Regions from separate parts of the Mus musculus genome. Here regions 2, 3 and 4 are each linked to region 1. Evidence: chromatin contacts called from public HiCAR-type and promoter capture Hi-C data. All regions are on one chromosome and are shown on one strand. The core of a region is the stretch at or near the end of the contact, and the rest is flanking DNA. Distances in the headings are between cores, read along the strand shown. Region 1 holds the start of Mapk8 (mitogen-activated protein kinase 8). Region 2 holds the start of Gdf10 (growth differentiation factor 10). Region 3 holds the start of Wdfy4 (WD repeat and FYVE domain containing 4). Region 4 holds the start of Gdf2 (growth differentiation factor 2).

What was found. Promoter capture Hi-C pulls out the DNA fragments that hold promoters and counts their contacts. HiCAR-type assays count read pairs that join an accessible place to other places. Capture Hi-C pulls out chosen DNA fragments and counts their contacts.
Region 2: a contact with region 1 is called in a HiCAR-type map of astrocytes, with 2.2 times the contacts expected there. The contact joins the promoter of Gdf10 here to the promoter of Mapk8 in region 1. A contact is called at or near these places in 3 of 39 promoter capture datasets (cranial neural crest, hippocampal neurons and trophoblast stem cells), 1 of 484 Hi-C or Micro-C datasets (embryonic stem cells), 1 of 115 datasets of contacts at active chromatin or transcription factors (astrocytes) and 1 of 9 other capture datasets (adipose tissue).
Region 3: a promoter capture Hi-C map of the HPC-7 cell line shows a contact between it and region 1. The contact joins the promoter of Wdfy4 here to the promoter of Mapk8 in region 1. A contact is called at or near these places in 3 of 39 promoter capture datasets (the C10 cell line, the HPC-7 cell line and pre-B cells) and 1 of 484 Hi-C or Micro-C datasets (B cells).
Region 4: a contact with region 1 is called in a promoter capture Hi-C map of adipose tissue. The contact joins the promoter of Gdf2 here to the promoter of Mapk8 in region 1. A contact is called at or near these places in 3 of 39 promoter capture datasets (3T3-L1-derived adipocytes, cranial neural crest and hippocampal neurons), 1 of 115 datasets of contacts at active chromatin or transcription factors (astrocytes) and 1 of 9 other capture datasets (adipose tissue).

The regions. Positions count from the first base shown.
Region 1 is chr14:33,445,899-33,448,598 of GRCm38.p6, reverse strand. Mapk8 (mitogen-activated protein kinase 8) reads left to right here and starts at 1,441. Exons shown (of 12, transcript NM_001310454.1): 1 at 1,441-1,584.
Region 2 is chr14:33,922,291-33,924,990 of GRCm38.p6, reverse strand. It overlaps Gdf10 (growth differentiation factor 10), which reads right to left and starts at 1,404. Exons shown (of 3, transcript NM_145741.3): 1 at 789-1,404. The coding sequence starts at 1,095. It overlaps Gm30031 (a long non-coding RNA gene), which reads left to right and starts at 1,892. Exons shown (of 4, transcript XR_001781214.1): 1 at 1,892-2,700.
Region 3 is chr14:33,183,722-33,186,421 of GRCm38.p6, reverse strand. It overlaps Wdfy4 (WD repeat and FYVE domain containing 4), which reads left to right and starts at 1,356. Exons shown (of 59, transcript NM_001146022.2): 1 at 1,356-1,554.
Region 4 is chr14:33,939,696-33,942,395 of GRCm38.p6, reverse strand. Gdf2 (growth differentiation factor 2) reads right to left here and starts at 1,357. Exons shown (of 2, transcript NM_019506.4): 1 at 903-1,357. The coding sequence starts at 1,245.

The DNA of each region.
Region 1 (2,700 bases), core at 192-2,691:
GACATACCAGGGCCTTCCCATTACACCTGTAATAAAAACACCTCCAACACAGGATTTTGTTTTTATCAGTCTTCTCATTTTGCAATGTCTTCTTTGGTGTCCCAATAGAGCTGGCCTGTCTTCAGTTTTCCCAGTCTACCCCGTTCTGGAACTCCTTGTTCGCACATCAAGTTAACTCGGACATAATCCCTGGTCAAACCTGTTCTCAAATTAGGAGGCAGCTCCTTAGAGAAGGCTTTCCTGGCCTTATTAATACATTGGTTCCTTTCATAGTTGGATGTGTCCTTAATTTGCATTTTAGTGTCGATTTGATTTGGTGTATAGTTTATTATCTTGATACCACAAGAATTCTCTATAAGTTCTACTTATTGCTAGTGCTAGTACACTGCCTTTAAGAGAATAGGCAAGCAATAAAATATTTACTGGAGAAATAAGAAATTAAAATTAAAAAATTGCTGAGAGATAAAATGGGGGGAGAATAAATGAATGAGTGCTCACATTTGCTTCATGATAGCATCCCTGGAGAAAGACCATTTTAACATGTAATGGGAACAGTCTACCTGAATTTACTCAATACATATTTGTATATTTTGGAAATCACAGTATACTACACAGGTGTAAGAGAGACTGCCCTTTATTTCCTACTGTCAAAGCAATTGTCATACTTTTTTTCCAAGTTTAATATACTGTGCATGTAATATATTTTATATAAACGTAGAATCATTCTATATGTATGTGTTGCTTCTTTCTCTTAGTGATATTCTCCGTTGTTGGCGAGAATGCCTTTGAACTCTTTAAAGTGCTAAATATATTTTGCCTCATGAATGATAGTGATTTAAATACCTTTCCATCCATTGTCGAGGCTCGTCAGTTTATCCGTGAATAGTTAATATTTGCGAGAGCCGCAAGGACTTGCAGGTAAATCAGGTAAGGCAAAAAATCTGGAGCAGGAGGGTTTGGGGGGTAAAAGGAGGTAACTTCTTCCAGGGAGCTAGAGAACATCTACTCCTTGGTGGGTGGTAGGCCCTTGAAGAGTATCTGTCAAACCAGGACTCTCCGTGGTTCAGGTGTGTGCCCTGGCACGCGTGCCTGACCTTCAAACACTAACCCCTCCTCCCCGCGAGGCTAGCAACCATGCAGGCTTAAGCTATGACTGGTGTTTCGCCGCCACGCGCCGCCACGTGCCATCGCAGACCCGCCCCCTGCTGCTCCCGGCCCCGCCCCTCACACGCGGCCGCCCAGACGCTGCTCGCGGCCCCGCCCTCAGGGGAAAACCTCCGCTACTGCAGCCCGCCCCCCAGTGTAGCCACGCCCAAGTCGCGGGGCCACGCCCTCGTAATCCGGGCCCCCGGGGCTGGCCCGCCCCTAGGCCGCTCGCCGGCGCGGAGGCGGGGCCCTGCGCGATGACGTGGGCGGGCGTGCGCGTTGACGGCCCGCGTCTCTGTTAGTCAGCGGAGCGGCCGAGGCCGGACGTTGCGGCCGAAACGCGGAGCCGCGAACAGGATTGAGTAGCGGCCGCGGCCACCGCAGGACGGCGCCGTTCTCCGCTACGGGCTTCCAGGTCGCCGTTGGCTGCACTGCCGGGTGAGTGCGCGGGCGCCGCGGCTCGGGCGGCCGCCGCTTTTCCCCGGCCGTGACCCCCTCCCGGGAACGCGCGCGGGGCGGGGGCGGCGCGGGAACAATAGCGCGGGCGGCGGGGGCAGCGGGGGGCGTGGTCCACTCCGCGCGACCTGGCTTCACCGCTCCGGCCGGCTTCCACGTCGCGCGGGGGGAAATGGAGCGGGTGGGCGGCAAGTTCGGAGGTGCTCCCGCGGAGGTCGGGCCGACGCGACCGTGCATACGTCTCCCGCACCCACGGGGAGCGTGTTTTGACTGTGGGCGGTTTCTTTGTGCGGACGTGAGTGCCGCGACGCCGAGAAGAGCCGGGTGGCCGCGAGCGCGCCGGCCTGCGGGCCGCGCCTTGAGAGGGGCGCCTGCCGCTGACCTTTTGACTTTCCCCCGCCGCTGTCCCTTTGTCTTGCGCTTGGGTTCCTAGTCCAGACAAGGTAGAACCAAGTCCATTGTAAAGTACCGTAAGGAACGCATTACATTGTTATTCCCGAAAGTTTCCCATCCCACCGGGAATTTAATATCATGTTGACTGCACAGTGTCCGGTAGTTTCTATTTTTACTTCTGAAATTAAGTGATCTTTTCAGTAGAATTCTGGTCTGCCGGTCTATTGTGTTTTGAGATCAGCTTCCACCAAGTACCTGGTCAGTTAGAACATGTTTATTTCATTCATTCATTTGGCAACAGTTAGTGCTGTATCCAGGTGGAGAAGATGTGAAGGCCAAGAGAAAGACCCTTAAAAATTAGGGTAGTATGGAACAGAATAGATGTGCCTTTAAATGAGACGATTATGTAAGGGATGTATGTTAAGTAAGGTATTTGGCTCATTTGACTGGAACTTCCAAGGATAGTGTTAGGAAGAATATCCAGGTTTGGCTTAAATATACTACCTTTATTCTTAAATCCCACCCCCCCCTTGTCAATTTTCGTATCATTGGTAATGGTTACTTCAGTTCTCTTATTGAGGCTGTTAAACTTGGAAGGTTTACTTCTGTGTCTGACGAAGTAATCAAAATGGTACTTAGAGGCCTATTTTGCATCATTTCCCCATCACCAAGCATGGAAGTCATACTCATTGGGTTGATTGAAAG
Region 2 (2,700 bases), core at 155-2,654, 480 kb before region 1:
CAGACAGGACTGCAGGAGACCCCTGCCCACATTTTCTGGAAAGGCATTCTGAAACCATGAGCAGTCACCATGACAACCAGGGTCTTCTCACCACCTGCTTCCCAGACTTCACTTCCTCAGCACTCCCGCACTTAGCCCGGGCCTTGCAAGGGCTTCTCAGCCCAAAGTTAGTGGGCTGGGGCTCAGAGCCACCTTCCCTAAGAAGAGGGTGGGGAGAGCCTCTGTCAAATGGCCTCTGGCAAGTTCATCCCTAGGTGTGAAGAGAGTAAAGTGGGGCATGGACCAGGACCTGGGCAAGGTGCTTCTGGACCTTTTCTGAGACCTTTCTTCTGAAGTTTTCCGTCCTGAGGTCACAGGCTCTTAGTGCTCTGTGCTTTCTTGCTACCCAAATCAAGCTTCCTATCCGGGCTCCGTGCTTGGCACTTCCACTGGTGCTGCCTTGTGACTCGCTGAGCAATCCCTGTGACCCCCATACAGCAAGTGCCAGCACAACTTATGGCACGGATGGTCCTCAGTCCATGCCCATCTCCATTCTGTGCCTAAAGCCTTGAGTATATGCTGATAGTTGTCCAGCAGTTGTGCAAGCTCCCAGGGACAGGAGGTCTGCCACCAAGTACCACTTGTCCCAACTGCAAGCTCTGGCCTGGTTCAGGGAACTGAGTGGATTGTCAGTGGAAAGATGAATTAAAAGTCAGTACAAGAAAGGAAGGGAGAAGAAAGCTGCGAAGGAACAGAGAAAACAGATAGAGAACTGATGGATTAGGACTCCCGGTGCATCTTCTACTTACCCAGCCGGGCACGGAAGCTTCGGACGGTGTTGCCTCCTCCCGGTGGAGCACCTCTTCGGTTGTACTTCTCATAGAGCCTGAGCATGTGGATAGCGACCATGTCCTGGGCGCCTGGGCCCAGAGCGGCTGCTGCGTCCCCGGGTGACTGCTGGGAGTCCCTGTCCCCCTGCAGACCGGCAGCTGCCGAGGGCAATGAGGACCATGAGGGGCCCCTGTGGCCGCAGCCTGCGCCCCGCAGCAGCAGGAGCAGCGGCACCATGGGCAGCAGCTGGGACCCCAAGCTGATCCGAGCAGGACCTGGAGCCATGGCTGAGTAACGGTGGTGAAGGGTCTGAGCCCAGGAGAACAGACAAGGAGGGCTCAGTGTTGGCTGTGCACCTCGTCCGCGGCTGGAGTGTCCCTGTGGGACTCGGACAGCCCGGATGACCCCACTCGAGGTATCGGGATTGGCTCTCTGTAGCAGCGCTGTGCGCCGAGCATCCGCGCCGCCGGGCCAGCGACCACGGCTATCCTGAGCCGCGTGGAGCTCAGCCGAGCCCGCGCCGGCGCGCTCCCTTGACGGCCTCGCGCTGCAAACTTTGCAGCCCACGGAGCGGCGCCGGGACTGGCGAGTTCGAGGGGCGGGGCGGGGCGAGGTGGCCGATAGCGCCCTCGGGGGTGCGGGGGGCGGGGATCCTGCTGTGTCCCCACTCGCCGCCGCCAAGAGACGGTCTGTGGCCCCGGTGTGCTGTGCGTGCGTCCCGGTGTGCGGGCGTGCGCGCGCCGGGGTGTGCGCTCCCGAGTGTGGGGGCCGTGGGTGTGGGCGGGCGCGCTCCCCGCTCCCCCGCCGAGAGCCGGAGACTAGCCCCGCAGCCGGCTCCGGAGTGTCGCTGCCTGCAGCTGAGCCAGGGCGTCGCGGGGGCTGGGCGGGCTTTGGAGGGGGCCCGCCTGCGGGGTTGTCCCTGCAATGGCATGCTATGGCTATGTGGTTGGAAGATGACAGCTCCCCCATGAGGACCCAGAGGCCATGTGTGCCTAGTTGTCTCTGAGCTAGTGTGTGCTCAAAATGCAAAGGTGCAGTCTTGGGAACAGGAGCTCCGGCGATTTAACAACAGAAGGTGTGTGTGTGTGTGTGTGTGTGTGTGTGTGTGTGTGTGTGTGTTTCCAAAGCTCAACCAACCTAAATCGGTGGAAGCAAGATCTTGATCAAAACACAAAATTAGAATCATCAGGTTAACTTGACCCTTTCTTTGGCAACGGTGTTTCCACTTGTTGAAGACACACAGGAAAGGTCTGTAGAAAACATCGGACAGGATTGCTTAAAAAAGAAAAGGGCATGCTTTCAATTTACTTTGTAAAAAGTTTCAAAGCGTCAGGGAAGGAGGAGAAAAAGCCCACAGTTTTCTTGAAAAAGAGTTCCGAATGAAGTGCTGGTGTAGGGTGTCGCTGACCCCTGCTAGGGCAGCTTAGTCCCGGGGCAGAAGGGCAGCCCCAAAGGTGCTTCACTCTAGCAAACTTACCTCCCTATAGATAGAATTCGGGGTCCTGGTGGGGGAAGATCTGGTCATTTTTACCAACTTTAACTGAAACATAGTAATTTCTAATGTTATGTGAACAAGAAAGCAGTCATAGTGGCAAGTGCTGTGGCTTTTCACAGATAGACATTAGTTAGATATTTTCATTGGACCTGGGAAGGTTTTCCAGATTTCCCAAAGTAAATTTTTTGCTTAAACACTATTGAAATTACAACAAGTCTTGGGCCCTGCTAATTAAGGAATTAATGAAATAGAATATTTATTATTGTCATGCTGCAGAGGTGCTTTAAGATATTTTTATATATTAGAGTACTGTTGGTTTTCTCTGTTAACTTGGGAATTCCATTTTGTGCATTTAAAAACATTCTTTAGGAGAGGAGTCCACAGAATTTAGCAGG
Region 3 (2,700 bases), core at 107-2,606, 260 kb after region 1:
CCTTCCACATGGCAATGCCCACCTGTGGAAGGAGTCTCTCTGCTCCCCTGGTGGGTGGCTTCTGCACTGGGCCTGAGTTGTTTGCTGAGCCCGAGTGTGAAACTTTCCCCATAGGAAAAGCTGGAGTTATGGGAATGTGCATATTGTAAAGGCACAAGGCTGCAACATCCAATCAGAGATTCCTCTCTGCTCTTATAAGTGCCTGGACCCTGCCCTTTCCCCTACTGACCCACATTGTCCTGTGGGTCATCTGGGCAGAACATCACCTGCACGAATGAAGTCACCTCATCAGGAGAACACCCCACTTTCTCCTTTGTGTGTTTCTGAGCCTCACACTCCTGCAACCCCTAACCCTTGGCTTTGTCTCCCCCAGTCCCCCCTGTGCCTGGCTTATCTACAAAGACGTTTCTGATTTTCTCTAAGCTTCTGCTCCAATCTAGTCTTCTCCATCCTGTGGAGACATTAAGAACTCTGCTGGGGTCTTAGAAAGAGCCATTCTTCCATATTGGTATTCCACACACCTGCTCCCATACCTTACCATTTAGAGAAGGGAAGGCATTTAGATTTAGTTCCTAGGGATTTGAAATTAGGACTGGGAGGCTGAGGGTTAGGACGAGGAGCCATACGGACCCCAGCCTGCTGGGCACACAGCTAGTAAGCAGCAGAGGCGGAATTCAGACATGGGCACCAGGCTGTACTTTCCCTTCTGTTCCTAGGTCCCACCTGGCTCTGCTTGATCACCAAACACACAGTCTCAGGGGAGCTTTTGTGAAACCCATGTTGTCCTGCCAGTCATTGGTGAAGCAGCTCTGTCATTGGCTCCTTGGAGGGAAGGATGGGAAGGGCAGGCATCTGCTGACTTCCCACTTCTGCTTTCTCCAGGAAATGAAGAGAAACCCAGCACAAGTGATTCATAATGAAACACTGTTGTTGATGGCTGCCATGCGAGGCCAGGTCTTGGTCTGTTCCCCTGAGCTGAGCCATTGGAGGCTGGGGATAGAAGCACTCACACCATGTGACATCCGCAGGCTTTGACCACCACCCTCCAGGTACGTCTTTCTGATCTTGGATAAGAGAGATCAGCCAGGTGGGGGCTGTTTGTTGCGGTAGACTGCCCCGCTGCTTCCTGCAAAGCCAACTGTGGAGCACATGTGTGACCATCAGTACTTAGTCTGAATGCGGGGTGGCAGAGAGGAGGGACGATTGGCAGGAAGTGAGCGGTGAAGGAGGTCCTTGTGGTCAGTGCCTCTCAGCACCCTTGTCACTTGTGAGTTTTGCTGAGCTGACCAGGCACTAGATCATTCCTTACCCTCTGACCACGGGTTAAGTCCCTTCTTTAGACTCTGCTGAGAGGTAGGAGTCTGCCACAGCTGGGGAAAACTAACTCTGGCTTGTGCCACTGTCAAGGTATAGAACGGGACACTGACTGAGACGCTCCTCTCATAGCCCTGGTGTAGCTTGTGAAGGGTGGACCACCCACCCTGGCCTTCGGGGCAGCTGGGCAGACCTGGTCTTGCCCTTAGCTGGCCCCACCCTTGCCTGCCCCAGGATCTGGTAAGTAGAAGTCTCTTAAGGTGGCATTTCTTCACCTGCGTTATCACACGCAGCCTTTGAATTCCAATGTTTCTCATTAACAGCAGCATCTGGGCCACTGAGGATTGATCCCTTTCTCCTTCAAAACCCAGCTTTCAAGAACCTAATCCTTTGTCCCAGTCTTTCCGAAGTGATGACTGGGCGTTGGGTACTGTCTTTCTAGGGAATATTTCAAGTATAATTGTCTCCATTTCTATCCACTTACGTCCAATGAACTAGTAAAGAGACAAGTTACAGATGGGGCCTGTGATGCCGGTGCGGTGACATAAAGTGGGTTGGAGGAATGTGCAGGATGGACAGGGAGGGCACACATCTGCTGAGAGGACACTGAAGGAGCCCAGCCCTGCACTGTGGTTTCTGAGAATTGCTCTTAAAAGCCTTCAGGAAGGCTTGGAGGTCAGTGTGGTACCTTGCAGTGAAGGGTGTGCTGGGGGCTGGGGACTAGCCAGAGAGTTGGGTGTGGGCTCAAGTGTGGGAAAAATTCTCCTGTCTTTACATCCTTGGTGTCTGGTCTGACCTCCTATGGGCCTAAAAGAGTTTTCTTTTTTATTAAATTTTAAAAAAACCTTATTTTATTATCTTGTGTGTATAGGTGTTTAGCCTGAATGACCCTCTGTCCCAGCTTTGGGATTATTGTTTCCTTGTTTTTATTTCTGATTCCTCCACTATCTCTAAATTGTTTAATACATGTCTGGTAGTTTGAATGGGAGTGCTTTCCTTAGGCTCATATATTTTCATACTTGGTCTCTAATTGGTGGAAATGTTTGGGAAGTGTTAGGAGGTGTGGCCTTGTTGGAAAGGGTGAGTTACTGGGGGCGGGCTTTGAGGTTTCAAAAGTCCTCTCCCTTTGTTTCTAGTGAGGGCCTCTCTCTTTGCCTCTTGGATGTGATTTTTAGACTCTCAGCTGTTCCTGCCACTGTTCCTTTGCTCTGACATCATGGATTCTAATCCTCCGAACCTGTAAGCAACAGATTAAATGCTTTCTTTTGTAACTTGTCTTGGTCATGGTGTTTTATCACAGCAACGGAAAGGTAACCCAAACTATATATGGCTTTATTTTATACTTTTTTGAACTTAGCCTGAAGTTAGGCGCGCGCGCGCGCGCAC
Region 4 (2,700 bases), core at 108-2,607, 490 kb before region 1:
CCTTCAGAGCAAGATGCCAAACCAGAAGAAGGGGAGCTGGTTCTATGCAGCTGGTTCTATGCAGGACGTAGGGCCAGCCACGTGACCTTGCAAAGGGTGCCTGACCCGGGTTCCTCAGCCCTAGCAATCCCAGCTTTCTCTTCAGTAACTCATACTACGTGGATTCTGGTGTTCTGTGAGTTGTCAGTTACAGACTTCACCTCCGTGTTTATTATCTAATCTTCCTAAATCAACGACACTTCACACCGAAAACATATTGGACAGACACACTGCCCACTGCCTCTTCTACTCTATTGACATTTTACAATCTAGTTCTAAAATGCATTTTATAAGAGAAAACCTGGTTTCCTTTTAAAGCTGAAAAAATATACAAGTTTATTGCAGGCTAAATGAATGATCTATTTCTAAGTCAGAAGAAGACAGGGAAGGAGAGAGGAAGATAGGAAGGGAAGAGGAAGTGGAAAGAAAAGGGAGGAGAGGGAAGAAGAGGAGAGAGAGAGGAGGGAGGGGGAAGTAGGAGAGGCAGGAAGCAGAGCAAAGGAGGCTGAAGCAGAAACAGGGAAATGAGGCAGAGAGGGAGTGAACAGAGGGAAGCAGAAACCTGGTATACTGGGTACCTATGGGGTTAACTGTGGATGTGGCCCGGAGGAGGAGCTGTGCACCAGATCCTTTAGTGTTGATGGACAGGGCCCATGATTTGCACTGCCCTGTAGGGAAGCCATTAGCCACGCAAATGATGAACAGGGAATTCGTATTTTCTCCCTGTTTCATTGGGAGTCACTTCCACAGAAACCTGAAGGTCTGCCGTGGTCAGTGACCGTCCCACACGGCAGAGCCACTTCACTGTGGGGGGCAGGGTGCAGTATGTCCCACCCCACGGAACCCTGGAGGAAGCACTATACCTTCCACGCTGAAGCTCCGCACGATGTTGGAGGCAGGCGTAGACGATTTGTCCGTTGTGTATCTGTTGTACAAGTCGATCATGTACTGGGGTGGCTCCGCTCTGGTTTTGTCCTGGGAGGGAATGCCGCTGAGGTTAAGGCTGCGTAGGAAATCCACCTTCATGTTCTCCAGGAACATCTGCAGGTCAAAGACACCCTCCTCTCCAGCTCCAGACAATCCCAGGGAGCTGTGGGCATTTTCCCCAGGGGATGCTTGTTCCCAGTTCTGCAGCGGCTTCTGCTGTGTGACACAGACCAGCAGGAACAGCGGGAGCAGGGCCACCCGGAAGGCCCCAGGGGACATCTTGGGCCCTGAAGGGGGCCTGAGGGGCTGCTGTGGTCTATCACTTGGTGCAACGAGGAGCCCGGGAGGAATAGGCCCACATTGTCCTGCTGACTGCTTAGCCAAGACTTTGGCTGTCTCACGGTCTCCCCAACAATCCTCCACTCTTCTTATCTGGGTGTGGATGCTCTGCTCGGACCTCTTATCTCAGGCAGCTCTCTTTAATGAAGACTGTATAAACATCTGACCAGCACTAGGGGCTGGTGGAAAGGATGCTGACTACTGTAAAGGATCGGCATTTCTCCGGAGGGTCATCCACCCTAATTAGAATCTTTGTTCCTTTCCTAGCTGGCTTCGTTCAGAAGACTCTCCAGGCAGGGGCACACAGACCGTATCCTGGTGGACCACAGAAACAAGGAATTCAGAAAATGAGGCTGGGGAGTTCCCCAGATATAGAAAGCTCACCAAGTACCCAGAAGATGACACAAACTGTGGGGGTCAGGGAGGTGGGGTGATGGGGGAGATTGCATCAGGGTTAGACGAAGTCTGGTCCTTATGGTATCGGAACCCGGCAGTGTATCTAGGCACTGGCCTCTGAGGAAAGAGCTCCTGAGTACTGAGAATGGAGTGTGCATGGGCCCAGAACATTCAGTGGACTGGTGACGTCCCAGCCAACACAGATGGTACCTCCTGTCCCCACTGTTCTTCCGAGCTGTGGCCTCAGCCCTTTGAGTCTCCTTTAAGAAGATGTGTTTGCATACACGTAGGCCACTGTCAGCTCCTGACAGTGGGTAGCTATGTTCAACCACCCTCCAGTGCTGATGCTGACCATGCTGCAGTGGGGGTGGGGTGAAGGGAAGCTCTGTGTTCAGGCTAGATGCTTATTAGTACCACAAACATATGTATCTGATGCATATTGACCAGCCTTGACCCTGGTCTGTGTGGTGCTGGTATATGCAAGTGCACAAGTGTGAGTGTGTGTATGTGTGTGTGTGTTGTGTGTGTTATGTGTGTGTGTATGTGTGTGTGTGTGTGTGTTGTGTGTGTGTGTGTGTGTGTATGTGTGTGTGTGTGTGTTGTGTGTGTTGTGTGTTTTGTGTGTGTGTGTTGTGTGTGTGTGTGTGTGTGTATGTGTGTGTGTGTGTGTGTGTTGTGTGTGTTGTGTGTTTTGTGTGTGTGTGTGTATGTGTGTGTGTGTGTGTTGTGTGTGTTGTGTGTTTTGTGTGTGTGTGTGTGTGTGTGTGTGTGTGTGTGTGTGTATGGGTATTCAGAGGACAACTTGGTTCATGTTGATGGGAAGGTCACCTAGATCATGATTCTCAGCCAGGAGACCCACAGAGAAGTTGGAGCTCACAGGAGCCGTTGGGCAGTTCTGAGACTGACTCTATGTCCAGAGATGGTTTCTCTCCTATGAAGGCTGCTTGAGTTAGCCCAAAGACAGTGTTTAAAAGCTGTATCTCCATGCTTAGCCTCTGT